4 separate regions of the Mus musculus genome follow, and all the other regions are linked to region 1. Evidence: chromatin contacts called from public HiChIP or PLAC-seq and promoter capture Hi-C data. All regions are on one chromosome and are shown on one strand. Each heading gives the region's core, a stretch centred on a gene start, on an enhancer-like site or on the middle of the called end of the contact. The rest is flanking DNA. Distances are from core to core; before and after follow the strand shown. Region 1 holds the start of Pafah1b3 (platelet-activating factor acetylhydrolase, isoform 1b, subunit 3). Region 2 holds the start of Pou2f2 (POU domain, class 2, transcription factor 2). Region 3 holds the start of D930028M14Rik (RIKEN cDNA D930028M14 gene). Region 4 overlaps 4732471J01Rik (RIKEN cDNA 4732471J01 gene).

Region 1 (2,554 bases), core at 28-2,527:
TAGCTAAACGTCTTAGGGACTTTATTACTGATAAAGTCTTTGCAGAATACCATTACAATCAACCTTCACTTTCTGTAAAGCTATTACAACTTCGAGTAAACCCAACAGGGGCTGTGCCCCACCTTAAACAAACAATGAAAAGCCCTCACCTGACACAATCTTGAAGGAACGCCTCAATTTAACTCGACAGAGACAAACCCAACCCGACAAACTCAGGGCACACACTTCATTCTCAGCAGACATGTACATGGGGTTCTTAGATTCCTGCTACCACGGGCATTTCTGTACCCCTTATCTTGTCTTATCAGGTTCTGGGCTTGAAGTGCCAGTGAGGGTGCATGCCTGGATGAGGAAGGAGGAAACGGGTGGACCCTCACCTCACATTGGTGCATTAGCTGAACCAAGGAGTCCCCGATAAAGACTACTTCGGGTTCCTTGTCTTTGCTGTCCGCTACAAACCGATGGTGCTGCAGAGAAAGCCAGAAAGAGTCAAAGGCACGCACGCTCCAGGCCCCGCCCCACCCCGCTGCCTCAGGCGGAACAACCCCAAACAACCCAAACCAGGCTGCCCACCTAGGTGAGGAGGAGGATGTCACGAAGCAGTTCTATAGACATACACGCCCCCCAAGCCCCTAACCCTGGGGACCACGCGCGGTCACTCACCAGAGACATCCAGCGCCCGTCACCCTGCACGTCTTGCACAGGCGTGGGCTTGCTGGCCGGGTTCTCCCCTTCCCCACTCATCCTCAGCACCGCAGCCCCCTGGGGATGAGAGTGGAGTCCGCCCGGGAAAGCTCCGCGAGGACGTGGATCCGCCACGCCCACCCCTACCTCTCGGGCCAACACAATGGACCGTCCTGCCGCGCTCGCTCGCGCGTAGGGCGAAGGCCGAGCCCAGACGCCGCCTCCTTTCGCAGACTAGAAACCGTCACGTAGGAAGGAATCCTCGCTCCCCTCCCCCGATGGAGGCCGCAAAGTGGGCTCGTCTGCCGCTTCCCGCCGGGACCCCTTGCGGCCACGGGGGCCCAACGCAGGGGGGAGGGGCAGGCGAGACCAAGCGGCACTCGTGGCAGGGGAAGAGGGGGCGCAGACAAGAGAGACACAACCCAGAGTGGACGGAAAGGGGCAGGGTACCTGTAAAGCCGACAGGGACCAGGGACAATCTAGCGCCCTCCGTCCGAGGAGGAAATCATTTGCTGCAGGGCCAGAAAACTCCGGAAGAGACCACCTACGGGGGTGTGTGTGTGTGTGTGTAACCCATTCACATAGGAGAGGGAGTGGACGAGCTCATTCCTAGATCCGCGGAGGGGGTGGCTCTTAGACACCTGGGAAGGGACGCTCCCATTTCTTACTGGTGTAGGGATTTGAAAGGAAGCTAGCCAAACTGGGCGGTGGTGGCACACGCCTTTAATCCCAGCACTGGAGGGAGCCAGAGACAGGTGGATGTACTAGTTCGAGGACAGGCTGGTCAACAGAGTTCTAGGACAGCCAAGGCTACACAGAGAAACTCCCGTCTTGAAAACAAAAACAAAAAGAAGTGAAGCTGGTGGAGGCAGCACCAGAGTGGCTTTGAGGGGACTTCCCTATTTAAAACTTTCTGTTTTCTTTTGAGATGAGATTTCACTCTGTAACTTTAGCTCTCATGGAACTTGCTATAAACAGCAGGCAGGCCTTGAATTCACAGAGATCTACCTACCTCTGACTCCTGAGTGCTAAGATTAAAGCTGTGTGCCACCAGGCCAAGCCCAACACTAAGGCTTTGTTATTGTTATTTATTATTTATTTGTTATGTATATGTATATACGTGTGTGTGTGTGTGTGTGTGTGTGTGTGTGTGTGTCTTTTTTAAGGTAGGGTTTTTAAGGTAGGGTTTTTCTGTATGACAGAGCCCTCCCTGGCTGTCCTGGACTTGCTTTGTAGACCAAGCTGGCCTGTAGAGTGGTGGTATTATAGGTATGTGCCACTAGACCCAGCTTCAACATTAGTTTTTTAGTGGTATAAAATCTCAAATGCATATCTTCATGCCTCAGAGGCACCATCAGATCTATGTGAAAGAGGTGCAGAAAGATCAGAAATTGGAGATGGCTGCAAGGCCCAGCCCAGGTCCAACTTGGCATCCGTCCTGCAGATCACCTTGCACCTCCTAGGCCTCTGTTCCTCTCTCTAGATACAAAGTTCCATCATCAACTTCAGGTGGGTGGCTCTGGACTCCAAATCCCATGTCTGTAGCCAAGGCCACTTTCTATCATCTTCTTTCTTTCCCTGGCTCAAACTAAACCCCAAATCGCAGTGTTTTCTCAGATGCCCAGGGTCTCCCTCACCCCTAAATGGCCTAGTTGTTTTCTGGCAGCCCCACCTAGCGACTGAACTTTCAAACCTATCCATTCCTTCTTGTTGGCTTGATACTAAAGTAGTGAAGAGTTTTATTTATTGTGTTCACATTCTGTCTCAATCTCTTTCCCTAATCTGGACCTGGCATGAAGTTATTACTAAACAAGTGCAGTGCTTGCAGAATGATATTAGTTACATTAATGGTCAGATCCTGGCTATCTCC
Region 2 (2,554 bases), core at 29-2,528, 170 kb before region 1:
CATCTTTCTACTGTCTACCACCATCATTTTTATATCCTAGCTCAGAGAACTCCTCCAGGAAGCCCTCCCTACTACCATGACAACAGAACTAGATAACTTCTGGACTCTATCATCTCTGCTCCACCCTCCACCCTCCAATCCCAGGTCTGATCACCACAGGATTGTCCTTTCCACTGAACTCGTGACTCCAGAAAAGCAGACCTGAAGCTGCCTAGCCCTGATATATCTTCAACACCAATATCCAACATAGAACGGCCCGGTAACCAGCGGTTGTTGAAGGGACTTGGCGATGCCCCCCACATACTGATGCATGTTGGACGGATGCACGCCAAGCCAACACTCACACCTACGGTCACCCAGGAGCTCGACGCACACTCGACCAAAGCTCCAGAAAAGCAGTCATGAAGTACTGATCCTTGGAATATCTCAGCACTGGTATTATCACCTTACACTTCCCAGTACTCTGCTGAGGTATGCTAAGTCTGCGCAGAGATGCATACCTTCTACGAAATGAGTCCCCAAGCGCAAATCACCTGATACGGTGCCTGCACCGTATCCAGCTCACCCAGGCAAGCATGTAGTAACTCAAAGACATAGAATGCATGCGCCACGGAGAAAGTCAGAGCAGGATAAGGAGACTGAGGGATATATAAGATTAGTGCCATTTTGCAGAATAAATGAAGTGGATCAAGAAGAAATCACTGCTACGGGCACACAGGAATGCCACGCACAGCAGCCCTCCCCCCTGCACACCCAGGAGAAATAGCAATAAGCACAGGACGCAGGACACCACACCCACACTCACACATATGCACACCTGCACCACACAAACGCAACTGCTTGGTCTTCCAAACCTGTTGCAGCCCTGTGTCTAAAGAATCGCCCACGCTGCCCAGCCCACCAGTTCCCCATATGAAGTCCAGCAAAAAACAAAACAAAACAAACAAACAAACAAACAAAAAACCACATGACCCTTCCTTTTTCCTGTTCCCTCAGTGGGGAGACAGACTGGAAGTATACCCCCCCACACACACACCCCATGCCTAATGCAAAACAGTATCAAAGAGGAGCTGAGGAGGGGGACTAGGTGAAGGAAGGAAAAGATGTTACTAAAGCACGGGGCCTCCCAAACAAGGGGGACAGCCGAAGAGGAGGTGCAGGAACCGTTGGCAGAGGTGGTCAGCAGAACGGCCCTAATATGCTATTTGTCCTCGCCACCCATGAGAAGGCATCAGCCTCTTACCTGGAGCCCCCATGCTGGAATGAACCATGCTGCCCGCCAGCCAGGGCTGGGGAACAACTGTGTCATCTCCCCGCCCTCTCTGGGGGCCAGCCCTCCCTGCCGGAAGTCACCCCGGGAGGAAACCACAGGGCCGGTCCGCCCCCTTCGGAAGGGAAAATACCCTGGCCCACAGGCCGACCCCAGCGGCCCAGGCGACCCCAGATCATGAGTGTATTTGAGTAGGGGCTTAGTCGGGTGGAAAGCGAGGACGCTGGAAGAACTGACTCTTGCTGGGGCCACACTAGGAGGTATCTATACAGTCCTTCTGCCCCCGCAGCACGGAGGGGTGGGGGCGAACACATCTGGAACAGGGCGTGTGGGGCTGTGAGAGAAGGTGAGGCTATACAATAACAATGGCAAACACAATTTGAGGTTTGTTCGAGGAGGGATCTCTCAGTGCCTAACCCTGCACCTCCCACGTAACAGGTGTCATAGTTTGACAGTATTTTGTGATTCGTCTTACAAACGACAAGACTGAAGATCAGAGAAGGGAGCAGTGGCTTTCTCAAGGATCCAGGGCCAAGATGCATCAAAGTAAAAAAAAAAAAAAAAAGGGGATGCTCAGGATGCTGTGGACAGACCAAGGCTTGCAACCTGTGCCACAGGTAAGGCATCCCGGGCCAATAGTGCCCATGAGCAGTGGCACAGTGGCAGTTAGGGCGAGGGGTGGAGGCCTAAGTCAGAGACAGCTAGAAGCCTGTCAGAGGGCAAACGCGTGCACCCGGGGCAGTGGAGCTGAGCTTGAGTCCTCAGGGTTCCTGTGGAGCGCTTTCAGCGAGCCGCTCCGCTCTCAGTCCTGCGGTTTTCCTGAAGCCCGCCAGAGGGCGGCAGCGTCCAGTCAATGGGCAGGAGGGCGGGGCCGGCTTCAGAGGAGGGAGCCCCGCCCTCCGCTCCATCCCGGCCCGCATCCTCCCCCGCCCCGCGCGCACACCTGCGAGGGTCACACAAAGGCGCAGGACTCGGGCGCACAGTAGCGCAGACAAAGGCAGGCGCGAGCCAACTGCCCTCTTCTCCCTCTCAGCTTCCTGGAGTCCGAGTTGCTGAGCTGCCTTGGCATCTCTTAAACAGTTCTCCTATCCACTAGGGCCATCCAGGACACTTTACACCCCAAGTGGAGGGTCCCCCAAACCACACGCGTGCACACATAGACGGCTGGATTCATCCTTCTACATACATGCATACACTGAAGTATTTCTTCTCAGACCAACCCTCCAGCATTTCACACGAATGCACACACAGAGATTCACTAGTGCACATCTCTACCATGGCCCC
Region 3 (2,554 bases), core at 16-2,515, 150 kb before region 1:
CAGGCCACGGCCCCTCAGCTCATCTCTTTCCCCTCCCCCTTCCTAACAAAGGGAACAGCAGACCATCGCTGGGGGTGGGAGGGGGCTGCCTGGTAGTCAGAGGGAAGCCAGAGAGGGGCTGTGGATGGCCATGGGCAGGAGGCAGGGTGAGGGCTGCCTGCCCCTCCTCTGCCCGCCCTCTCGGGTCAAGGCTAAGGTGATTCCTCAACCTCTCCAGGCTGGGAGGGGAGGACGGGTCTTCGAAGACAAAGAATGGGAGCCCCAGGGAGTTGGGGGCTGGCAGGGAAGCACCTGGGACCCACTATTTTGACTTGGGGAGGGACAGCAGGCACCCTCCCTCAGGCACCCTCCCTCCCGGTTCTTGCTTTTCCCCTCCCGTCAGCCCCGCCTCCCATCTGCAACAATCCCTCTGGATCTCAGAGCTGAGGCAGGATTCGGTTGGGGTTGAGGGGGAAACTGAGGCCCAAAGAAGGGGCAACAAAGTCACAGGGAGAATGTTGCCCCACTTTGACCTTCAGCTTCTTAGCCTAGCAAGGGAAAGAGCCCCTCTCTCCCAGTCCTTTCTCTTCCGGGTCAGGGCTGGCCCATGGAGGGGGCAGGTAACAGAAGGCTGCTGGAAGAAGGGGGGGGGGGAGGCTGAGGGGCTAGAGGGGTTGATCTCTGTATTCCAGGCCAGCCACGGAGGTTGAGGGACCAAAAGACCTTAGCATGCTGTCTCTGGCCTGGGTCTGTGGTGAGAGTCAACTGGAAAGGACAGGGTAACCTACCCCCACCCCAGTACCTGGAAAGAGACCTTCAGAGAGGGTTCTCTCCCGCTCACTGCCACATAGCAAAGGTGGACCCACAGCCTGGACTGCCCACACATGACACCTGCCCAGCCTGACAGTAGCTGGCAAAGAGGAGCCATGGCTGGCAGCCATCCTGACTATGGAATAAAAAGCCACTGGAGAAACAAAAAAGAAATGTTCAAAGCCTGGGGGGGCTACGCTCTCCTGCCAAGGCTGAGGGGGCTCTTGGAGAGAATAAGGGCCGCAGCCAAAAGGAAGTGGGGGGCAGGGCATACCCCTTTTCTGGGGGGGGGCTCAAATATGCTTCCACAGCTTGTCCAGGAGACCCTAGATGTACCCAGGACTAAGGGGTCCCAGCTGCCCTCCCCCAAACCTCCCCTCCCTTCTCTCTCTCTTTCTCGCCGCTATCGACCGACCAGGCTGTGACATGGTGGATCAATACAGCAGGGATATAAAGCCGGCTGGCTGGCTGCCTGCCTCTGCCTCTCTCTCCCTTGCTTCTCTTCCTTTCTTTCCCGGAGCCGCACCCAAGCCCCCACCCCATGTACCCCTTACCCCTACCTCTGGGGGGGGCCAGCCATCACCCCATACTCCCCTACTGCAGGAGAGTTTAGGGGGGCTGAGAGCTTGGAGAGCCAGGAGAGGGGGTGAGTATGGGGGTGGGCAGGGAAGCAGATGGGTGTGGGGGGCTCACATCTGCAGGCGAGGTGGCTGGGTAAACTGAGGAACAGCTGTTTAGGAGGAAAGGGAGCACCCCCCTCAGAGGGATGGGGCCCTTTGAGGGTAGCTGAGGGTGAGGGATGAAGCCTTGGGTGGTGGGCAGGGTTCCTGGCTAGGCAGGGGGATGGGGAAATGCTGTTCTGAGCCTGTGGGAGAAGGGAAGAAAGGCCTGGATACTGGATTTGGAAGGGCGAATGGACAGAAGCAAGAGGGGGCACCCTGGGCAAGCCTGGTGTCTACCTTCAGGACCTTGGCCTCACCCCAGAGCCTGGGTTGAATGAGCTGGGGTGTGGGTGGGCTTTCTTAGGGAGGTAGACAGGATGTCTCAACCAAGGGGCTGTGGAGTCCGAATGGATGCCACCCATGGAAGGTGTACACAGGTCCTTAAGCTGTGTTAGGGGACTCCAGAATTGTCTCCTGACCGCCCTGACCCTCGAGCCATGTCTGTGTGTGACTATGAGCCTGTGGGGGTTGTCCTGGGGATGCTGGGGCTTGTGCATATATGGCCATGGTGTCTCCATGATTACTGGGTGTCCTCAAATGCCCGTGTGGCCCTTGCGGGGATGTGGATGAATCTCAAGATGATACTCTCTCTGTCCCTAGGAAGGGTGGTGGCTAAGTGTCCCTAGTGAACCGGATTGTGGTGACATGTCCACGCCTCTGGTGGAGTGTGTCTGAGTGTGGGTGTTTTGGAGTGAGTCTGTATGTGTCCCTGTGTCTGTGTCGTGCGGGGGGGTGGGGTGGGGGGCTGTCCTTGGGCTTCAGAGCCTGTTTGGTCCTCTCTATGTGCATCGAAGGCTCTATATGAGTGGTAGAGACTCCGGTGGGTTCACTCTGTGTCTACCTGCTCCAGATGACCCTGTGTGCTGATGGTCAAGTGCTCTCTCATCAGTGGGATGGAGGCTCTGGGTGTGTCCCAGTGTGTGTCACGGTGACTCAGTGTACGTGAAGGGGGCAGAGGTCACATCCCTGAGTCTGAGTGGGGGAGGGGGTGGAGCAACAGAGGCTGCCACCGAGACACTGGCTAGTGTGGTTTATGGCTACAT
Region 4 (2,554 bases), core at 25-2,524, 130 kb after region 1:
TCTACCAATTTAGAGAAGACTAAGGGAATTGAAGATAAGCTCAGAGGTAGAACACTTTGCTAGAGTGTGCTAGACCTTGGGTTCAATCACCAGGACTTCAAATCAAAAATCAAAGTAAAACAGAAATACCCACTACTAAAAATAACCTTTAAAGGCACGAAACAGGTAAATATGATATAGAACCTTAGGTTGGAGCTTGGTTCAGTAAAAGGTGGTGGCCCATGTCTTTGATCCCAGGACTCAGGAGGCAGAGGCAGGCAGATCTCTGTGAGTTCCAGGTCAGCCTGATGTAATAGGGAGTTCCTATCAAAGGCTACACAGAGACACACTGTCTCAAAAAAAAAAAAAAAGCTTCCAGATCATTTTAATTTCTTATCAAAGTTAAGAACTACTTATTTAAATTTAAGCTTGCTTAGTAATCCTTTTAAAAGCTAACTTAATTTTCTTAAGCTGCTGTTTATCCACATTTCCAGCTATTCCTGTAATCTATAGATCGAGTTCAGACTCCTTAGGGTGTCATTCATAGTCCTTCAGCATGGCTCCTTGGTCTGCAGTCAACCATGACTGACGCACATTTTATGTCCTGAAAGATTCCTGCCTTGCTGTTCAGCCTCCCAAATTTTTCATCCCAAGCCTTGTTTCAGATCCTGTCTTACTGTTGAAGTTTAGTATAATTATTTCCACTAGAGTTATCGTTGAATTCTGTGGATGCAATGGTGTGAAGTGGAAACAGGAGCTTCAGATTCCAAAATATTTGAATCTAGACTGGTTGTGGGGGTATACTCTGTGGGGGTATACTCTGGGAGGCAGAAACAGATGGAACTCTATTAGTTCAGGCCAGCCTAGTCTATATAGTGAGTTTTAGACTAGCCAGGGCTACATAATGAAGTTCTGTTTAAAGCATAGAAAGAAATTCATGAATATATGTGTGTATCTAAAGGCTGGTTCCATCTACAAGTTCTGAGGTAAGAGCTAACTGTGTGAGGATGAGTCATGGTGACCTATAGATGAGATACAAATGGAAAGGTCGCAGTACTAGACTCCTGTCTCTTCATTATTGTGGTTCAGTGGTCCCTAAAGGCATTTTGTAGGTTGTTACTCATGGTTTTATGGTTAAACTTGTTATCAATTTCCTGCATGGCCTTTAATATTTCTTTTTTGCTTGCTCATCACCAAAACAACAGACATTTTAGAATGGAATGGAATGCTTGGGACTTTAAGGAATCCATCCAACTGAGTTTTTTTTCTCTTTTCTTGAGTATGACTTAGTAAACAAATGACCTACTAAAAGGAGAATGTAACCCAACCTAGGGAGAAGGGAGGATGTAAGTTCCTAAGGGCCAGAGGGCCCACCTCTGCTTAGACAAACATGACAGCATAATTTCTAGGAAGCATAACTCCTTAATTGTCCTTAAATCCTGCGCCCTGCGTAGCAACTGTCCCAAGGTGAGTGAGTGTACATAAGTGAGTCAGCTCTCTCATGAATCCTTTCTGACTCCTCCACTCATCAGGTCTGTGAAAGTGAGGCCAAAGGGACAGGTGAGAAGGAAGTCAGATGCCAAGAGGCATAGAAAGGGACAGGTGGGGTTGCCAAGCATGGTTCAAGGCCGTTAAGCACTGGCTCTGGAGTCTCCACCTCTTTGTGATTGTTCCAGGAACTCTCCTGGTTTTTCTACTTCCTTATTGCATTTCTTCTTGGTGCATCCCTTTTATGGTCTGAGAAAGGCTGTGCAAATAGTTCACAAGACTGTCAACTTGTGACTTCTTATGTGGTCAGGGAATCTGGTCCTGCATTTTCCTAAAAAAAAAAAGTAACGATTCATAAACAGTAGGCTAAGGAAGTGCCTTGAAATTGTGCTAGGTGTTAGGAAGCAGGCGCCTATGTGAATATTGAGACAGAAAACAGCTTATGTTGGCTGTGTCCAATCTTAAAGTGTGTGTGTGTGTGTGTGTGTGTGTGTGGAGGGTGGGGGAGGTCAAAATCATTCTGGAAGGTGGATTTTGTTTGGGAGATCTCAGAAAAATTTAAGACAGCTTTTGCCCAGATTGAGTGCAGATGAAGTTAAATTATGGAGTTGGTCCATATCGGGCACATTACTTAACGCCCTTGTCCTTGACTTTTTTAGGTTGTAGAAATGGGCACGATTATAGACTCTTTTGAGAGGATAGCACTTCATGTAAAGCCTTAGATAATGGGTGCTGAGTGTGAGTGGTTGTGATCACGGGAGCAGGTAAAGGTGCTAGCCTGGGTATCTATTTTGGGATGGTTGCTTGCTTGCAGCAGGGTCCTGGCAGGGAAGCTGGAAGTGAAATGACCCAGGGAGGCAGGCATTCCGGGTCTCACTAGGTAGTTCTTGGAAAATAGCTTTGCGCAAAAGGAGTTTACAAGGGATGAGAAAGCAGTTATAATCTCCTGGAGGTCCAGGCATGGATCCTAAAATTACCTACGTTTTTGTCAAGCCTTGATACAGATTTCAGGGAATGCCCTGGGAAGAGCATTCATCTGCCTAAGATAGTTCCTTATGAAAAGGCCAGAGTCATTATTTTCATCTTT

Evidence for each region. HiChIP or PLAC-seq counts read pairs in DNA pulled down with a chosen protein or histone mark. Capture Hi-C pulls out chosen DNA fragments and counts their contacts.
Region 2: a contact with region 1 is called in a promoter capture Hi-C map of adipose tissue. The contact joins the promoter of Pou2f2 here to the promoter of Pafah1b3 in region 1. A contact is called at or near these places in 25 of 39 promoter capture datasets (the 3T3-L1 cell line, 3T3-L1-derived adipocytes, the C10 cell line and 17 more), 2 of 15 datasets of contacts at CTCF or cohesin (embryonic stem cells and large pre-B cells), 34 of 484 Hi-C or Micro-C datasets (B cells, CD4 T cells, CD8 T cells and 12 more), 18 of 115 datasets of contacts at active chromatin or transcription factors (the 230-238 cell line, CD8 T cells, the HPC-7 cell line and 7 more) and 3 of 9 other capture datasets (adipose tissue, liver and pancreatic islet).
Region 3: a contact with region 1 is called in an HNF4G HiChIP or PLAC-seq map of pancreatic cancer cells. The contact joins the promoter of D930028M14Rik here to the promoter of Pafah1b3 in region 1. A contact is called at or near these places in 17 of 39 promoter capture datasets (the 3T3-L1 cell line, the C10 cell line, the HPC-7 cell line and 11 more), 5 of 484 Hi-C or Micro-C datasets (CD8 T cells, centrocytes, nephron progenitors and 2 more), 8 of 115 datasets of contacts at active chromatin or transcription factors (the SCID.adh cell line, T-cell acute lymphoblastic leukemia, double positive thymocytes and 2 more) and 2 of 9 other capture datasets (adipose tissue and liver).
Region 4: an HNF4G HiChIP or PLAC-seq map of pancreatic cancer cells shows a contact between it and region 1. The contact joins the enhancer-like site here to the promoter of Pafah1b3 in region 1. A contact is called at or near these places in 1 of 484 Hi-C or Micro-C datasets (embryonic stem cells), 2 of 115 datasets of contacts at active chromatin or transcription factors (embryonic stem cells and pancreatic cancer cells) and 2 of 9 other capture datasets (adipose tissue and liver).

Annotation. Positions count from the first base shown.
Region 1 is chr7:25,296,709-25,299,262 of GRCm38.p6, forward strand. Pafah1b3 (platelet-activating factor acetylhydrolase, isoform 1b, subunit 3) reads right to left here and starts at 1,278. Exons shown (of 5, transcript NM_001357350.1): 1 at 664-1,278; 2 at 378-467. The coding sequence starts at 744.
Region 2 is chr7:25,131,182-25,133,735 of GRCm38.p6, forward strand. Pou2f2 (POU domain, class 2, transcription factor 2) reads right to left here and starts at 1,279. Exons shown (of 15, transcript NM_001163554.1): 1 at 1,244-1,279. The coding sequence starts at 1,271.
Region 3 is chr7:25,151,192-25,153,745 of GRCm38.p6, forward strand. It overlaps D930028M14Rik (RIKEN cDNA D930028M14 gene), which reads left to right and starts at 1,266. Exons shown (of 3, transcript NR_045847.1): 1 at 1,266-1,435. It also overlaps a transcript of Pou2f2 not described here.
Region 4 is chr7:25,429,002-25,431,555 of GRCm38.p6, forward strand. The region is part of intron 4 of 4732471J01Rik (RIKEN cDNA 4732471J01 gene); the gene reads left to right. Among named protein-coding and RNA genes, the nearest start is that of Cxcl17, 17 kb to the left of the region's middle. Within about 2 kb of position 1,275, at least 53 of the 459 cell types and tissues checked have an H3K27ac peak or open chromatin away from gene starts, as enhancers often do. A contact at or near this core is called in pancreatic cancer cells, where this site is marked.